2 separate regions of the Mus musculus genome follow, and region 2 is linked to region 1. The links are chromatin contacts, called in public Micro-C maps. All regions are on one chromosome and are shown on one strand. Each heading gives the region's core, a stretch centred on a gene start, on an enhancer-like site or on the middle of the called end of the contact. The rest is flanking DNA. Distances are from core to core; before and after follow the strand shown.

The links. Hi-C and Micro-C count contacts between places; a contact is called where the count stands out from the background.
Region 2: a Micro-C map of embryonic fibroblasts shows a contact between it and region 1, with 3 times the contacts expected there. The contact joins the promoter of Sfmbt2 here to the enhancer-like site in region 1. A contact is called at or near these places in 12 of 484 Hi-C or Micro-C datasets (B cells, Sertoli cells, embryonic fibroblasts and 3 more) and 4 of 115 datasets of contacts at active chromatin or transcription factors (embryonic stem cells and trophoblast stem cells).

The regions. Positions count from the first base shown.
Region 1 is chr2:10,298,496-10,301,745 of GRCm38.p6, forward strand. No RefSeq gene overlaps it. Among named protein-coding and RNA genes, the nearest start is that of Gm31496, 7.5 kb to the right of the region's middle. Within about 2 kb of position 1,951, at least 63 of the 459 cell types and tissues checked have an H3K27ac peak or open chromatin away from gene starts, as enhancers often do. A contact at or near this core is called in embryonic fibroblasts, embryonic stem cells and trophoblast stem cells, where this site is marked.
Region 2 is chr2:10,368,842-10,372,173 of GRCm38.p6, forward strand. It overlaps Sfmbt2 (Scm-like with four mbt domains 2), which reads left to right and starts at 1,610. Exons shown (of 23, transcript NM_001198808.1): 1 at 1,610-1,711.

The DNA.
Region 1 (3,250 bases), core at 701-3,200:
ATATTTAAACGAGGTGACCCAACTTTTTCCTATTTCGTTACACACTGGGCCAGGTTCAGAGCCATAATAGAACAAGGAGCTTTATGGTTATCAAATGTCTATTTATTTGTGCCGCAACCTCCCTGTACGCAAAGTTTGGACCCGGACAATGACAGAGATCACAGCAAAAATGCTGCTTTTGCCGGGCGATAGTGACACATGCCTTTAATCCCAGCACTTGGGAGGCAGAGGCAGGCGGATTTCTAAATTCGAGGCCAGCCTGGTTTATAAAGTGAGTTCCAGGACAGCCAGGGCTACACAAGAGAAACCCTGTCTCAGAAAAAAAAAAATGTTGCTGTTGATTCCTGGGGAACAGTTGGAGTTTTAATTGATGAAGACATGTGACTGCCTTAGACACCAGTGTCCTTATAATGGTGGCAGTCTGGTTTACTAAGCCCAGAAAAAAAGCTTAGAAGCCCAGGAAACACGATGTGAAAGCAACTATTCTGTGTAGAATCTCTGCCTCTCCAATTTCAGGTGGAGAATCCACGCTTGTGGAAATCCAGCCAGAAGGGGAAGGTAGGGGTGCAAACTTTCAGAGATGAGGAGGGGAGATGCACGGTACCCCACAACCCAGTTCCTTACTACAACATGAGAGATCCGGACTCTAGTCCAAGAAGCCCCTCTGCTTTGTATGTTTGCTACTACAGCAGACTTTGCTGTCCCGACCTTTCAAACCTGTTCCTGAGCTGTTCGTGAGACACTGCAAAGCCTCAGCTAAGGGATGTGGCCATGTTGCCCTCTGTAGAAACTGACCCTGCTTTCCTCACCCTCGGGGCCACACGCTTGTGGGACAGAGTCAAGCATAGTCCCAGGAAGGGCAAAGAGCATCACTGTGACAGAAACTAGGTTGAGCTGTCATTGGTTCAAGGACTGCTTTTAAATCCCCAGCGCCTCGTGTCCTTTGTCTTGACTGGCTTTATGCTTAACATTGAAAGGAAATGAGTTGAGGGGAGAGTCACTGTCCCCACCACCTCCCCCAGAGACACCAATATTGACTAAGACTAAAACAGCAAACAGTATCAGATAACCTACTAAAATAAAGCAGGGAAAGCCATTATGCTTTTCCTTTATTGATCCCATTCCTGCTGTCTACATGGGGGGACGGGGGATAAACACAATGTACATTGTTGAAGCTGGAACTCTCTAAGGCCACAACAACATGTTGTTAAAAAGCAATACATTTATCAGTGCATGGGAAACAAGCCATTACACAGAGCTGGGCCCCTGTTGAATAGTGTAGTGATGTGCTTAACACCCAACGGACAATGCTGAGTGGGACAACGACATAGGCATAGTAAAAGCACATTTAAGAAATTATCGAGCAGGCCTCTTCTGAATGGCTAAAGTAGGCGCTTTTGTTGTTTGACCTTGTATAAGTTCTGATACATCTTTATAACAGGAATATCTTTAAATAGATACTGACAATACAGTCCATGCTAGTTTTCTGTATGAAGTTCATGAAATATTGGTCAGTCGACGAGTGGAATCTGTTAGGATAACACTTGGTGTTGATGTCTTTAATTCTGGTTGTTCTGCGGATTGATAAATCATGACTGCATAGAAAGCAATCGTCAGGCTGGAGATGTGGCTCAGTTAGCAGAATTCTTAGCCACATTTTACTCATACCTGGTTTGGGTAGATATGATCAGGCAGGCACTTGGCTAACAAACGGACCAGATAGATGACGACATATAAGCTCAGCTTTGATTTTGACTCAGGTATTGTCAACAAGTGTTCACATCTGTTCTTCCTGTCGGCCAGGTACTGTGTAAGAACATGGCACGAAGGAGAACAGAAAAATTAGGGAAGATCTCTTTAGTCTGCTGTAGAAAACACTGCTTGCAAGTATCTCAGCTTCTCTTCCTGTAGCAAGAGGGTCAAGGCAGTGCACGTGGCTGCCCACAACGCCCCCTCGTGGCTAGTTCTCATAAATGAAACACAGGGAAAAACAACTCAAAATTCTGATGGCGATTATGAGTGTAAAATATTTTATGGGTCTGATCGGGATTAGATGAAAACAAATGAAAATTAAATTATCCATTTTAATTTTGTTTCAGTCTATTTAATGGAATAATGGAATTACAAGATTTCCTCTTTTACTTAATATTCTGTGATCCAATTTGTAAAATGTGAAGTGAGAAGAGGGAAAAATATGATTTTAGTTTTAGTTCAGTGTCATTATTACTAATTTCTTCACAGTTCCGTTTCCAAACCATTTTAAAACTCAAGTTTAGAGTACTGCACTGGTCACTTTCCTTGCTGCTGTGACAATAGCTAAGGCAGGCAGACAGGCTGGCTGGCTGGCTGGCTCAAGGAAAGGCTTCTCTCAGCTCCCAGCCCCCAGCTCCCAGCTCTAGGGCACCGGTCCCTGGGAGTTTACGGAGCTTATGGCGCATCAGCACAGCAGCTGGTCACATGGCTCTAGTTAAGGAAGGGCGGGCTTCTCCCAGCTCTCAGCTCCAGGGCGCTGTCCCAGGGAGGTGATGGCGCAGGAGCACGCGGCAGCTGGTCACGTGGTGTCCACAGTGGGGACTCAGGAGAGACAATGCTGCTGTCTTTTGCCTTTTTTTGCTCTAAGAGCCCAGTTTAAGCAATGTTGGGGTGTGTCTTCTCCGTCTCAATCTCCCTAGTCTAGAAAATTCCTCCCGGCATACGCTTAGGTTTGTGTCCACATGACTCTAAATTCCAACAAGTTGACAAGATTAACGGGCATTATGAACATGAAAATATTAAAATGTAAAACCTAAATCAATATATCTATTAAAGCATGTTAAATTTCCTGTGGCCAATTCTCACATGAATTTTTCTAGACTTTCTCTTTTTTTAATTATTTATTTAATTTTTATTGTCTTTTTAACTACAGAAGAAAATGTCTTTCCATTAACTTGTCATTTTTCTAGGCTGTAAGGACGGCTGTATCCAGAGAAAACTAACTCGAACATTCTTTAGTCCACATTCCTGTTTTGCTGGTTCCTAGGCAGGAGTCTTGACTCTGAGGTACTGATGAAGTTGACCTTATTTGGTCACAGTGGAGTGGGGGGGGGGGGGTGGAGAAGGAGAAAAAGGAATGAGTCAGACGGCCCTTCTGGCAAGAGGGGTGGCCCTTTCCTTGGGTTTTTGATAATACCTATGGCTGTTGAAGAGGGGGGAGAAGCAGGGACCCAGAGTATAATGGAGAAGAAGTCTTGGCCAAGCTGTTTTCTGCTTA
Region 2 (3,332 bases), core at 360-2,859, 70 kb after region 1:
AATATTGGTTTTGGCTGTTAGCTCTCCTGCTTGTATGTAAGCTTCCATGACCTGCATCTTTAAGAAATATTTAGATACAAAGAGTCTGTGGAAAGTGGATTCTTCCTTGCTTTTGAAGGAAATGAGCATGTAAAAAAAAATGACTACATGCGGCTCAACAAATACACAACACTTATTTATTACTTATAACGCAACAAGATTTAAACCACTACATGCCTCTAATATAAATATAAACACACAGTTTTTTTTTTTAACCTTGTAAGTTCTCATGACATGATTCTTAGGAATTTACAGAATATAAAGGAGAAACTTTTCCTCTGTGAACTTTTCTAATTTTTTTCTGTGACATTAGAGAAATGGAAGAGCATATACATATCTTACAGTTAACAAAACTAATTTAATTACTTTTTAACACAGTGGTGAAATGAATGGCTTAGCCAGAATTTAGGAATGCAAGAGCATATATAGTCAGTGCTATCAGAGACTTATTTGAAGGGAGATTTTTCAGAAAGTGTTAATTATTTTTTAGTGAATCACTTAGTACTATTAATCGTGAGACTGAACATGACTTCTCCTGAGTTGGAGTGCATTTTGTCTTTGGAAAGGCAGTCTCTGCTTTCTCTACTTCTTTATTTCTTGGCAGTGGTTACTGTTTTATTGATTTGGAGTGGGTCCCGCATTTGGAGTCACACATCCCTAAAGGGTCTGGTTGTGAAATGAAAGTGGAAATTAGACGGCATTGGAACGGGACGAAGGAGTACCTTTAACTTCGGAGGGAACCTGCTAGCCACTTTTCATTGCCTTTTGGGTGCCCTGGGATAAAAGTGGGAGGTGGGTTAAAAAGAAACAAAAAACAAAACAACAACAGCAGCAGGAGCAACGATCACAAAGAAAAGCCAAAGGACATAAGAAAAGCCATGTGCCAAGAGTGAATTAAAAGTAAAGGATATTGAACTTGGAGACCGTTTGCTGTAGACATCATTGGAGTAATTTGTGTAAACAGTGCGGCCACTACGTGCAGTGACAGCGCAATGTTTTTTATTTCTTAATCATGACAGGTAGATAGATAAATACACAAATGAATGAATGAATGAATGGGTGGGTGGAACTCCGCGCCATTTGCTATAGATCCTTGGGCAGAATTACATAATGTGGGTCTGAATATCAACCATATAGAGATTGCTTAATTACTTTGTCGAATCAGGTAAGATAATCAGGTGTGTGTTTAAAAATTTTGATGGAACAACGTTCAGTGGGCAATCGTAACTTTAAACCAGGAAATAGACCCGCAACCCTTACCGCGTTGGTAGGTTACAACTCAAGCCTCGTGGCTGGTGGACTGATAAAATTCTATTTCCTTCCAAAGGGGAGCTGCCCGGAAGTCCTGGTAGGGAAGCTGGGAGCTAGGTGGGCGGTCTAGGACGCACAAAGGAGTTCTGCTGCCTAAGGCGTCCAACGCAACCACAACCTGAGGCTTTGGAGAGTTGGGTTGGACAACCTAGTGTGAGTTGAGAGCTATTCCGGTCTAAGAGTGCTTTGCGCTTGGTTATTGGGGGGAGGAGGGAGGGAAGGGGGAAGGACAGGACCCTGACCACTCCCCTGGACGGAAGCGCAGGTTGGGTCTTGTGGGTCTAAGCCTCTAAAGGTGACTTTGAGCCTCTTTCCCACCTCTTTCTGAAGGATCAGCTGCGAGTTGAAGGAGTGAGAAGAGGTAAGTTGGGACTTTGAGACCTAAACCTGGACATACACTCTGGAATCCTCGGATTCTTCACCTGAGACCACCTTGGGTTAATAAAAGAAGCAGTTGCGGGTGTAGATGGGATGAATAATGTTCAGGGACGGGATTAATTTATTTTTGAGAAGTTTCTGCCGTCAGGAGTCTCCGACCTTAAGGATGATGAGCTCAAAAAATACATTGGTGTTCCTAAGAGTTGGACACCGGGAAGCTAGCTTCGGGAGTGGCAAACTCCGGCGGGTGATAAAAGTGTGAACCTCAGAGAATACTGATAAGCGAATGACTGGGGCCTTCAGGGTCTTAGATGGCTCTGTACTAAACGGAGGTGTATGGGCAAGGCGAGACGCTTTAGAGCTAAAGAATTCTCTAAAATGTGAAGGAAATATTCTCAGACTGGCAGGGCTCAGTCTTTTGTAACTTCCACCACGCTTTCCGAATCTCTGACTTTCGCCCACCATTCCCTCCCACCCCCCACCCCTGAGGCCCAATAATGGCGAGAGCCATTTCTGCGCTTCTCCCTTCTAGATTCTTCCAGATGACCTAAAGCCTCATAGTTGGTGATGTCTCCCGCGCAAAGTTAGCCTCTGGCCCCGTCACTCTATTGGCGGTTCCTAGCCCTCACCACTCCCTAGGGAACCACGTGTGGGAATTTCGCTGGGATGTTAGGATCAGGGAGGGTGACTAAAAATCTCAGTATGTAGTTGTTTTTTCGGAGAGTGGTGTAAGGGATAGGTGGGCAATAGAAGACTACGGAGTGGAAGATTTTTTTTTTTTTTTGAAGTCGGGGTTGTAAAGGCAAAGACCTTGAGCAATTGTGTCTTCTGTTTCCTAGTCGATAGAACCAGCTCTATATTCGCTCTACTGCTTCCCAGCTTCATAAACGGTGAGTTTTGTCTACCTGGGCATCTCCAGCTTTTCTGTATAGGGGACATTTCGTTTGTGTTCCGTACCACCATTGCGCCCAAGGCCCGGGAAGCTCATTAGCCCTTGCGCCACGCCCGTGAAAAAGTGCGGGTAGACCCCGCAGATCAGATTGGGCGGATCTTCCGCTCCATTCCTATAGATCATGAAGGACCTGGTTTTTCTTGATATGGGCCAGGGAAACCCCACCCTACGGGAACCTGTCCTGGCCAGGTGTCCCACCAGAAGCCCAGCGAGCTTCGTCACTCGCATTCCTGTAGATTGCAGCTGGTAGATCCCCGGCAGTCCAAACTTAACTCCCAGCATTTTTGGGTGTGGTACGGGCCCAAAGAAAACCTCTTCTTCTCTCCCCCAAGAACAGATTTTTTTTTTTTTGAGAGTCTTCATATAAAAGCACAATTAAAGTACAGGGTGGGGTAGACCAGACGGGACCTTCGATTTTGTTTTTAGGGTCCCCCATTCTCCTCACTTCAAAAACTCTTGGACGGGTAAAGCACGAGATTATGCTCTAGGTAGACCAGGGGATTGCAAACCTAGAAAACAAACAACAGCTGAGAAATTGGGGTGTGAGTCCAGTTGTCGGGGCAAATGGGTGTTCGGGTACGCTTGCGGTGTGAACTTTCTACGGATCACTTGTGGAGGGAGTTGAAGGAAAGGAGGGAAGGGAACCGCCCCA